Linked DNA regions of Mus musculus: regions 2 and 3 are each linked to region 1. A link is a contact called in public HiCAR-type and HiChIP or PLAC-seq data. All regions are on one chromosome and are shown on one strand. Each heading gives the region's core, a stretch centred on a gene start, on an enhancer-like site or on the middle of the called end of the contact. The rest is flanking DNA. Distances are from core to core; before and after follow the strand shown.

The links. HiCAR-type assays count read pairs that join an accessible place to other places. HiChIP or PLAC-seq counts read pairs in DNA pulled down with a chosen protein or histone mark.
Region 2: a HiCAR-type map of astrocytes shows a contact between it and region 1, with 2.9 times the contacts expected there. The contact joins the enhancer-like site here to the promoter of Bet1 in region 1. A contact is called at or near these places in 11 of 39 promoter capture datasets (the 3T3-L1 cell line, 3T3-L1-derived adipocytes, the C10 cell line and 7 more), 32 of 484 Hi-C or Micro-C datasets (B cells, CD4 T cells, CD8 T cells and 23 more), 4 of 115 datasets of contacts at active chromatin or transcription factors (astrocytes, embryonic stem cells and stem cell-derived neural progenitor cells) and 2 of 9 other capture datasets (adipose tissue and liver).
Region 3: a contact with region 1 is called in an H3K4me3 HiChIP or PLAC-seq map of the 230-238 cell line, with 4 times the contacts expected there. The contact joins the enhancer-like site here to the promoter of Bet1 in region 1. A contact is called at or near these places in 5 of 39 promoter capture datasets (the 3T3-L1 cell line, the HPC-7 cell line, HPC-7-derived erythroid cells and 2 more) and 2 of 115 datasets of contacts at active chromatin or transcription factors (the 230-238 cell line and embryonic stem cells).

The regions. Positions count from the first base shown.
Region 1 is chr6:4,085,308-4,089,114 of GRCm38.p6, forward strand. It overlaps Bet1 (Bet1 golgi vesicular membrane trafficking protein), which reads right to left and starts at 1,623. Exons shown (of 4, transcript NM_009748.3): 1 at 1,470-1,623. The coding sequence starts at 1,488.
Region 2 is chr6:3,509,964-3,513,770 of GRCm38.p6, forward strand. All of the region lies in intron 2 of Vps50 (VPS50 EARP/GARPII complex subunit), which reads left to right. Among named protein-coding and RNA genes, the nearest start is that of Vps50, 13 kb to the left of the region's middle. Within about 2 kb of position 1,783, at least 57 of the 459 cell types and tissues checked have an H3K27ac peak or open chromatin away from gene starts, as enhancers often do. A contact at or near this core is called in the HPC-7 cell line, astrocytes, cerebellar granule neurons and 4 more, where this site is marked.
Region 3 is chr6:3,534,396-3,538,202 of GRCm38.p6, forward strand. Vps50 (VPS50 EARP/GARPII complex subunit) reads left to right here. Exons shown (of 28, transcript NM_024260.5): 12 at 2,437-2,577. Among named protein-coding and RNA genes, the nearest start is that of Gm52885, 34 kb to the right of the region's middle. Within about 2 kb of position 1,921, at least 14 of the 459 cell types and tissues checked have an H3K27ac peak or open chromatin away from gene starts, as enhancers often do. A contact at or near this core is called in the 230-238 cell line and the HPC-7 cell line, where this site is marked.

The DNA of each region.
Region 1 (3,807 bases), core at 373-2,872:
AGCTTCACTCAGAGTGACTTCATCACCACAACCTCTTGTATACATCATTCATAACTACCCTGAATCTTGTTTGGCCATCTTCTCATCTGGGACTTACTTCTCCCAACCCTCACAGTCACCAGCATCCTTCAGGTTCTCCGGCTCCAGGAAGCCCACCGTGAGCCATGGATTATTAAGCCCCCACTGCATTTACTATCCGATGAACTTAACCTGTACTGGGATGAAGTTACCACCTTGGATCGTACTTTGTCATCTGCTTCCGCAGCAATTTATCTTCTGCTCCACAGTAACCCTGAAAGCTTTGGGAAGCACATGGTGCGTCACAATAAATGTCTGCTGTTATTAGTGTTGGAAAAATGTAGGCATATATGACTAATCATGTTTGAAAATAGTTCTTTAGGTTATTTGAGATGAACTAATTTCTTTCAATGACTGAAAGGATTCATAAAACTAAATTTACAACTTCTTCACATGCAACTACTTATTGACAACCCTGTCAATCTATATTACTGACACCATTCAAGGCCCTTATTTTTCAGTGGTTTTAAAGTCCACACATTCTATTCCTATAACCAACCTTATTGAAACTACTACCATGTCTCTGCACTGTCATGAATATTGTGTTCCTTCTTACATAATCAAAACCCATAACAAGCCGTGAATTATGAGTTGCAAAAGAGGCTTTAGTTTTCATACCTAACTTTAAGTGTTTGTCCATTCACTGGCTTTAACACCTCAAATTTTTAAAAACTATTTTTTTTTTTACTATTCCAATGTCTGCCAGAACAGCAACATCCTTTTTAATATTTCACACATTTTTTTCAAGCATTCTGCCCTTCCTTCTTTAAGACATGGCTAATAGAGAAAGAACTTCAGTTATTACTAAGCTATTCCTTCCCCTGACCCATTTAAGTCATCAAAACCAACATCTACTGCCTTAGCAGTGGGACAAGGTCTAGGTCAGAAGTGTTCCAAGTAACTCGCCTTTGACCCAGACCTTTCATAACAGGCACTTTAACAATAAGGACACGTAAATTCACCTTTGTAACTCACGGTTATCAAACTAACGCATCATTATTAGTGGGCTTAAAGCTTACTACTCCCCAAATGTCATTTCTTAAAAAAAAAAAAAAAAAGTTAAGATCCAGAATGAGTAAAGCAAAGGAAACAGCAAGGCTTGGGAAATTGGGTTACTCCCCAAACTAGCACATAGAAAAAGAAAAACTTATGCTAACCAATTCACCGCTCTGTGCAACCTAGCATATAGGTTTAAACTTTTGTCTAAATACAACTTCAGGAAACCGTTCGGAACTAGGACACAGGAAGAGAACCTTCTCCAAAGAACCCAAATAACTCGCTTTTGAACACCAAAGTCATTGACAGAGGGCCGGTAGTCTCCTCCCACAACCCTGCTCCCGACTCAGCAGGTCCTAGGGTCCCCAAACTTCGAACCTCAGCACTGTTCTTACCCAGGCCTGCACGCCTCATCCTGCCAGGAGAGGGAAAGGCGGGCAAGGAGGAGTGAGTAGGAAAGGGCCAGGGTCACCCGACCTCGGCTTCAGTCCCAGGGCTCCTAAGAGCAACAACTTTTTGCCTCAGAGCGCCACGACATCAGTAAAGTCTAAACACCGCGCCGGTTTATGTCGTCACTCGGACACATATAGGCGTCCTGAAATGCGATTACTAGTTGCATTCTGGGAAATGTAGTTTTCCGTCTTCTGGGGCACTGGGTAAGAGGGGCGTGGTAGGAACAATGCCTGGAATGGGCGGGGCTTCCGGAAGGGCAGCGACAGCTGCTGGGGCTCTAGTCCTGTTATTCTGGGTCATTACTTAATCCAGAACTTTTAGTATGGCACTTTTTGATGTTAGTGCCAACTTTAACCTGGGAGAGTTACCCCTCCCTAGCCGGGATGATGGTTGACTCTTTCATGATTTTCCCTTGCACTCCCGCTCACCCAAAGTCAGAGGTGAGAAAGTCAGTGCAAACTTTGTTCAAACAGAGTCTCATCTTACTGTCTGAGCCTCTTAGCAGGAAAGGAAAATCAATCCTCTTCCTTCCTGATCCTGCCCAGTGGAATAGTTAAAAAAAAATATATATATATATACACATATATATATATATATATATATGTGTGTGTGTGTGTGTGTGTGTGTGTGTGTGTGTGTGTGTGTATGTATGTATGTATGTATGTATCCTTGCAGTAGAACTTCCGGGTAGGGAAGTGGGGAGTCTCAGCTTCCTAACGCATTTGATCTAAGTCTGGAAAGAACTGTGATATTTAGCTTTTAAACACTCCACCCTACTTAGAGCTTTTAAAACGTACACACAAATACCTCATACTTGTTTCCATGGAGCATGTAGCCATCCTCTGCTACATATGCAGCAAGTACCCTTAGCTGCTGAACCACCTCACTACACACATTATACTTCATAATAGAAACACATTGCACTAACACTCTGCCCTCAGCTTACTGTGGTTTGATGGCTGAAAGAAAGAGTCTAAGTTCCGCCTTCTTTGCTTCTATTGCTATGTGATAATTTTCAATTCAACTAATACAGAATGTGAGATGAGTATGGGGATATAACAAAGATCCTTGATGATTTTATCACAAGTTCTTATTCAAGTACAACATGTGACTATGGGAACTATAAGTGTTCATACTCGAGCATAAACATGCCATCTTCACCTTGTAGCTTTTAATATCTTGCAAAATTTGATGAGTCAGAGGGCTATCAGAATCCAGAGCATATTAATGAAGAACAATAAAAACACTTATTACAAATATATCATTTGCACATGAGCATGTTATATTATGCCATTAGACTTCATTTGCATGATACAAGATCAAAGACAAAAATTATTAAGAGTTTCAGAACAATGAGGCACACCAAACAAGTGTGGGGGTTTGAGCAAGGGCACAGGGTCACTACATTGGCTGCATAACCATAAACTTGCATTTGTCTTAGGAAACATTTTTTGATTATTCAAGGTCATAATTCATAGAAGAAGAGGAAAGAAATGGGAATATATGAATGAGATTGATGTGACAGAAAGATATAGGTAGATAGGGATAAGGAGGTTGGTATAGATTTATACACAGAGAGACAGAGATAGGTAGAGAGGGATAAAGTGGGTTGATGTACATATATATGCATCAAGGCTGAGTAAAGTGGACCATTTCAAATAACAGTGATGTTGAGAGGAGAGGAAGTTGGGTAGTTTGTAGCTATGATATCTCAAGGGAAAGGAAAGAAAGGACAGAATTTTATGAGGCACATTCCTTCCAAACTACCAACAAAGCAGGTTTGTATATAGAATAAGTGGCTTCTATAGTTAATGATACATATATGAATGAAATTCTTGTGATAAAATAAGTCCAGGTAGTAAAACATGGCCTTCAAGATATGCATGACCTTAGGAGACCCAAGGGATGTGTGGGATGTTGGAGGGTAGCACTGCTGCTGTCTACTCTGCCGACATGCTTCTCTCTTCCATTGCTTCAGGCGCATCACTAAATCCTGGTTCTTTTTAATTCCAGCAATCATTAGAGGCACATGATGAAGCTAAATTTCAAAATGGACACTCTGGCACCTTAATAATTGTATTTAATTAGTAACTTAAATTGATTTTAAATTTTAAAATTTGTTGACATTTGTAAAACACCATTTTAGATTAATAGAGTTAGATTTCATTTTCATGGTATTTGCTTTAGAAGGCCATATTTCCTACCACTCACCATCAATTTGCTCAAATTCGTAGTCATTTTAATAGTGTTTGTTATTAAATGTGTTGAGTGATCATCCTG
Region 2 (3,807 bases), core at 533-3,032, 580 kb before region 1:
CACTTTAAACCTGATGAAAACAGGGTAGGCATTTACAGCCTGCTTTACTTACACAGAAACAAACTGAGAAAGCCGCTACATTTCATAGATTGTTATTGTTGTTCTAGTGGGAATATAAGAAATGTACCATTTTTCCACGTAATCAGACATATGGCAGTTCATTATAATCTTATGTGGTACATGGTTTGAGGGACCTGAGATCTGAGAATAGGTTTGCATTATATAATTAGTTTGAATTGTTTCTTTTGGAAGTAGATCAACCCTATATCTATTTGTTCAGTGATTTATGACTTTAATAATACTGATCAAATATTGAAAACCATATATTTTTTCTTGTTCACTGTATATAGATTTTGGCAACTAAATTTATTAATTTTTTGCTTTCAATTAGGGCTCTAACAGGATGTTAGCTTTACGAGACCACAGCAGTTGTAACTGTCATTTCTGCCCTGCCATCTTGACTGATGAAAAGATGCTAACAGTTAAAACACACACAAGACAAGAGAGCAGACAGGAAATGTATGCTTAGAGGAACAAAATCTCTCCTCCTCATCCTTCTAACACACTCAGTCTGTCTGTCTCTCTGTCTCTGTCTATCTGTCTCTCTTAGCTTCCTGCCCTCTAGGTAGAGAATCAAGCATGTGTAAACTGTGATCTAATATGAGAGACGTTGGGGTTCCAGGATTTATTCTATTAATTTTCTGCAGTTTTGATAGTGACCTATGAACTGAGGGATTCATGTCAGTTTGCATTATATAATTAGTTTGAATAGCTACCTAAAATTGAGTGCTATGTGTATAAGGTGCTGTTTGTGCTGACTTTAGTTGTGAGGGGGGCAGTTACAACTAGTTACTTATGGATTAGGTTTTGGGCTCAATCAGTATGGAGTTTTGGATAATTTGAAATTACCAAAATGCAAAGCTTGTAGTTGTTTTATTTTTTCCTTAAACACAGATGAATTCCCTAAGAAGTGACCCTGTGATGTGAAATTGTTTTTTAAAATGACCATTTCGTTCCTTAGAAACCGTAAATATCTTGGAAATGTTCTCCTCACATCCTTCATTTGAGGGCTTGCTTTGTTTTATGGATTTGAATCCCCATAAAACCTTTTGTTTTTATGTTGAGATTAAAAGTAGCCCGGCTAAAGCAGAAATACTGACTGAAATATCTGTTACGAATCTTTTTCTTCACTTCTCATAAAGCTACATCCGCAGTCTACGTTTTCTGTGTGTTTGTTCCTGTAGCGTTATCTACCTCCGAGATAATCGAATGGAGGAGCAGCTAGGTGGTAATGTAGTCAATGTGCTGCGTGTGAGACCGGGAAATAGCCTCTAAACAGCAAGTTCCCTGCCAGGTTGCTCAAATAAGCCAGGCTGCTTTATTCCCTTAATAAAATATTGAACATCGATGCTTACTTTTGATACTGTGTCTGGTACAATGGCATATGTTATTTACTTTCATTAGAGGAAAACATAATTCTAACACCTATACATGTATGTATGTCTGTACATACCCGTGGTTTACAAGTCCCAATTGTTGCCTTGCTTCTTATGGCTTCCTAGTGTTTTCATGCCATGTTTTTGTTTTTCAAATCAAGGCTCTTTATTGCTTGATTCTGCATCACAATTTCATAATTGCATTTTGTTCTGGTCCTCGCTTTAAACTTGGATTTCTCTGTGTTCTTCTGTCTTCTGAATTTCTCTTTCCTCCCTGGGGTTGAGAGCACTTGTGCGCTGGTCTTTTGTCTCCTTTCTTCCCTCCGCTCTGCTGGCCTTGCTGTTTATTTGTTCATCAGGCTCTTTAGTCACTGCTGGAGGGCAAGGCCGATTTTTACTCAGCCCTGGCTGTGCTGTGGAGGAGAGTTTTACATGTGGAGAATAAAATCAACATTTGCTCCATGCGGCTCCACTGACCGAGGGTCGGTATCAGAGCCTGTGAAGCAGGCTATCAAGCCTAAGTGATGGCACCGTGGGCCCAAGTGTTCTTGTGCTTTCTCGGCTTTCGTTTCCTCTGTCTGCAGTTGGATCCACGACTTTGTCTCTTTCCAGCTTTAACTATGAGATGCGTTGATGTACATTTTCTGTATTTTAGTGACTGACCGTTTTGTTGCATTTTTATAGCATTTACTTGTTGGCAAATTAGTTTTGGATTTTCACATTTTAAAGAGCTTTTACAGTGCACTAATCTTAATACTCATTTAATTATACTCTGTAACTATAAAATAAATCCTTAAATACTTCATTAATAATATAACAGTTGGCAAGACTGAACTGTTTATTTCAAAATTTACCTGACCTATCTCATTATTGTAACCTCTTTTTTCTTAACATGTTTTAATATGCCGTAAAGGGTTTTATTTGGATCTAGTTTTTTCTGTTTGCCTTAAAATTTTTATAGGGAGTCTTTTGTTCATTTTGTATATAAAATATCTCATACTTATGAACTACCCTGTTGATTCTATTTTAGATACAGAATTGCATATTTTTGTACATCTCTAATGCTAGGCAGTGAGTTTTTAACTCTAGCAAAATTATGCAACAGTTATATTAAAATATGCAGTGTAGCTGTTTGTGTTTATTTTTCTCATTTACATACAGAAAATACTCTTACATTTTTGTGATTTCTCATTAATAGAAGCATTATGAGTTTATGGACCATGGTGCTTACCACAACTGTCTTTGTCTCATATTTCTTTTGACTATCCCTCCCTGTTAAATTACAGAATGCCCTGTAATTGTTCCTGGAGTGCTGTGGATCTGGGCACTGCACAGCATCACGATGTAGTTCCCAGTGTGGCTGGGACTAAGCAGGCGGCCTGCTGAGGGAGGAAGTGTGTAGGGAGGGATGAGGTGGAAGGAAGCAGTGCCTGGCAGGCTGCACATGCAGCAGCTGCAAGAGACACAGTCTCTTCCAAGCAGTATGAATGAGCTCAGATGTGCATTTCACAGAGAAGTCACTAGATGGGCTGGAAGGAGGGCTGTTTTATTGGGATGCAGTGATGTATCAGGGTATCTGGGTCCACAAAAGTGTTAACGGGAGAAAGACCACTGTCACAAATCATCAAGGCCAAACTAATTAAAGCAAGCAATTAGTTAAAGCAAGCTTTTTTATTTGTGTACACAAGCTGCCTCCTCCTAAGGTGGGGATTGAGAGGTCAGACTTGGGTGTGAGGAAGACAAGGGTTTGTTTGTTTGTTTGTTTGTTTATGTATATAGCGCAGGGTTTCTAAATCAAGGATTTGGTGGGTTACTAGAACAGAACATAAGCATAGCATGTTAGCCATAAGGGCCTGCTGAAACAGAGACATGATTACAAGTGGTCGTGACAACAGGTAGTCATAGCAGGGTAGCCATAACAACCCTTTTGAAACCAAGTTAGGGTTGCAAGATGGTAATTAATTTTTGAAACAAAGTTATGATTGCCATTCCTGGACCGGGCAGAAGGGAGCCATTTGTAGTTATGGTTACAAGGAGGGTATAGCCGCATCCTTGAGAAACAGAGTTTTAATCATAAACTGGAATGCACTTAGTGTGTCTTTACTATAAGATGGCTTTTAAGCCTAAGGTTGAGGCATGCTGGTTGTTGAGAGGCCCTCACTGTATGCTCTGCCTTTTCCTGCCTTGCTCCATTTGTCTCTGCCCTTCACTTAGGATTGTCCCATTAGAGTATGAAGTGCTCCATGTTGGTTCCTCGTGCTCTCGGATGCTGACTGAATAGATCTCTAGGAAGGACTGGCATCTGACCTTTGTATGCTTACACAGATTGTAATGGTTTTATAAACCCATCATATTTTTGAAATGTACATTT
Region 3 (3,807 bases), core at 671-3,170, 550 kb before region 1:
TCAATTCTTCAACAAATTAGAAAGGGCATTTTGCAAATTCATCTGGAATAACAAAAAACCTAGGATAGCAAAAACTCTTCTCAATGATAAAAGAACCTCTGGTGGAATCACCAGGCCTGACCTCAAGCTGTACTACAGAGCAGTCGTGATAAATTGTTTCTTAATGAGTACACTTATCTGTCAAATAGATCCCTTGCATCTAGCAGATTTCCCTAGTACTGTAGCTTGCCATCTAATGTGTGTCTTTGCACACTCGTTGTCCACAGTCTTCCGTGAAAAACATGGAACTGTTGGGGTTCAGGAATCACTGCACAAACCACTGATCTCAGTTAAGCCAGAGTAGTTTATTGAACACACCTCCCCCAAGACCAATCGATATGGACCTTAAAAAAGGACTTGGGAGCCTAATGTTGGTACCAATCTGTTCTTAGGGCAGGCTTTATATAGGGAAAACCAAGTTCAGAAGGTGAGAAAGCAAGGCTGGAGGCAGTACTACATGTTTGGCTAACTAGACAAAGTACTAACAGCTGGCTGTTAAGTGATTGGTCCTATGTGAGGGTGTGAGGGGTGGTGAACAGGGGAGTTTCAGAGCATTGAGATAACAGGGCAGAAGTAATACAACCATAGGTTTACTATCTTTAAGGAAAAATTTTCAGTGTCAGCTATGGATAATTACACTTCTGGGAAGTAGTGTCTGAGAACCTAAACTTAATTTCACCTTTTGAGCAAAATGGAGACTGAATCCAAAGCAGGCCTCAACAGAAAGAAGGGGAATGGTGTGAAACTTAATCGTATCTCCTATATCTAGAATAATTCATTTAATTATTCAACCTTTACACGTGATAGGCACAAGCTTTTATCTTTTTCTTTTTTGTAAAATGGTGCCTTTTGGAAAGAAATTCAAGACTGTACCAAATGTTTTGAATTCTATTTAGTATTTAAAAGCTGATTTTTTGGTCTTTTCTTAATTTTTATATTTTAACTTGTATCTTGGGAAGACTACAAGACAAATAAATGTACGTGGTACCTATTTACAGTATTACTCCAGGTCTCAGAGTATAAATTGTCATCTATATCCTGTTCTGGTGAGGGAAACCAACCAGTGTAGTCAATGTTCTATTGCTGGGAAGAGACACCATGACCAGGGCAACTCTTAGAAAAGAAGGGCAACGTTTAGTTGAGAGCTTGCTTACAGTGTCAGAAAGTTACTCTTATTATCATGATGGGGAGCATGAGACAACTCAGGCAGTCATGGTGCTGGAGAAATGGCTGTGAGCTTTACATCCGATCCATCGACAGCAAGCAGACAGAGATGTGGATCTACATGCTGTCCCCCGCCCACATGGATCACGGGACAGTTTGGTCCACAAGGGTAGTGGGAACAGAAACTGGGAGAGGGGTTTCAGAAACCCTGTGAGTACGTCCGTGAATAAGCACATCCTGACCAGCTATCAGGGGCAGATCACCTTTATTTAGGTGATTCAAGGCTTATAAACTTTTGGGGATTGAGGGTAAGCACATCCAGGATGGGCAAATGTTAGGTGCATAGGATATCCGGAATACATCATTAACATAGGGAAGCATTTCAGGACTCTCAGCTGCTGGCTAAACAGATTTTATCAGGACAAAGGAAATTGATGCTGTAATCCAATTGAGACTACCTGTTGGGGCTTAGAATTCTCCAGATAAGGTCACTAATAAATTCTGGCCCATATTGCACAGTCTAGAGGCTATCTGGTCATGGTGGACTTCACCCTTAATTAGAGTTTTCCCCCAAGAGATAGGGAGCCTATGCCTGAGTTGGCCTTTTGAAACCTCAAAGCCTACCCACAGTGACACACTTCCTCCAACAAGACCACACCTACCCAGCAAGAACACACCTCCTAATCAGTCTAATCCTTTCAGATCGTTCCACTCCCTGGTGAGCAAGCATTCTAATGTGTAAAGTTATGGGAGCCATTCTTACTCATACCACCACAGATGCACATGGTAAAGTTGTAAGTGAAGATGCTGTCAAGTGGTATAGGAAGTGCTGCAAAGAGCTATACCCAGAGAAACCAAAAAAGAGTGGTGGAAACATACTGACTTAAATAGTTGAGTCAGAAAAGGCTTCTCTGAGAAGCTAACCATTGAGAAATCTCCTGAACAGTGTAAGAGAAGGAGTGTTACAGGACAGGAGACACAGGTACAATTATGTGTGACGGGCCAGAATGCCAGTTATAAATGAGAACAGCAGCACAGTTTCAGTTACACGCAGCCTGAATGGTGTGATGCCACGGGTATATGAAAGCTGCTTTGCACACACTGTGTACTACACTCAATTCTAAGGCTATCCGTGCTGTTGCTCTAGTTGATGAGGTTTTGCTAGTCTGTTCTGTCTAGTCTTGACATGTATTTTAGACTATGAAATTATGTTGTTTATTTTTTCTTTCCTAGACTGCGATGGATCAGCTTCATATGCACTTCACTCAAGCCATTCACAACACCGTATTTCAGGTTGTGCTTGGCTATGTGGAGCTGTGTGCAGGAAACACGGATACAAAATTCCAGAAGCTTCAGTATAAAGATCTCTGTACGGTGTGTATTAGTTTCTTTTTTCTTCTTCTCTCCCTTAGGTTTTAAATCAGTAATTTCCTGCTTCTTTGCACCTATTGCCTGAAGATGCCCCTAAAATAAAAGCAAACATATTTATCATTTTTTTTCTTTTCTAATGTGGTTCTTCCTAGAAAGCAGGCGAGGAGTGGACATATTTAGGGTACACTTTAGCAGGAAGTGTGGCTGACCCCTAGCTCAGAGTGTCTACAGAACCACAGAGGAAACTGCCCATCTGTTTGCTACTCATTGAGGTTTTTTCCTTCCCTTTTCTTTTTTTGGTTGTTTTGTTTGTTTTTCAGATATCTTGAGTTTGGGATTACCTCCTTTAGTCTCCCAGGTTTCAGATGCCGCCACCTTAACTTGCTTGGTACCTGTTAACCATCCAGTGGCCTTGTATATGATGTTGTTAGTATGGCTATAATTGGTAGATGACTTTAAGTGATATAGTAGGTAATTACAAGTTTGTAATTTCAACTAAATAGGAAATGATTCCTACTAATTCAAAGGAAGCACTTTAAACAAATAACGGTCTAGTCTTTTTACAGTGGTTAACGCTGATGTTTGTGTCTGTACTTATTGTTTTTGTATGCTTTTTAAAGTCAAGGCTTTATGAGCTAGTCCTCTACATTCAAACTCTTAATTCCACAATTAAGATGATTCTATATGCTTTGATGAGTGAAAAGTTATGCACGATGTGTTTCTCATTGTGTTTCTTTTGGATTATTGTCACTTAAAAAAAAAACGGTGATGATAAGGTGATCTTTGAAATAGCTGTTTCTTGTCATTGTGAATTGCCTCTTCAAAAAATGCTTTTTCAAGTTAGCCCTAAAAGATTTCTGGTACCTCAGTACAAAGGTAGTCATATATATGTGGTAGCAGTTGAACTATATATAATTCAGTTGTGGGGAAAATTGGTTTGCTACTATTCTAGAGCTTAGTCATAGAAACCACGCATACATATAAAATATTGCCTAGTACGATGAAATAATAAAGCTTTTAGAGACGAGTATAGTATTGACCACCTGTGGCAGTTCTGGGTTAGCTTATAGCCTCAGGTGATTGCAGAACTGCTTTAATTTTTTACCAAAACTGGTGCCAAAGAAATGGACAGCCTGTGTGGTGTGCACCACAGCCTCCAGCTGCTATCGTCTTTTCTTTAAGTGCCTTCATAGTGCCACCTCTGCACAGCTGCTCCTCCCACACTTCACTGGT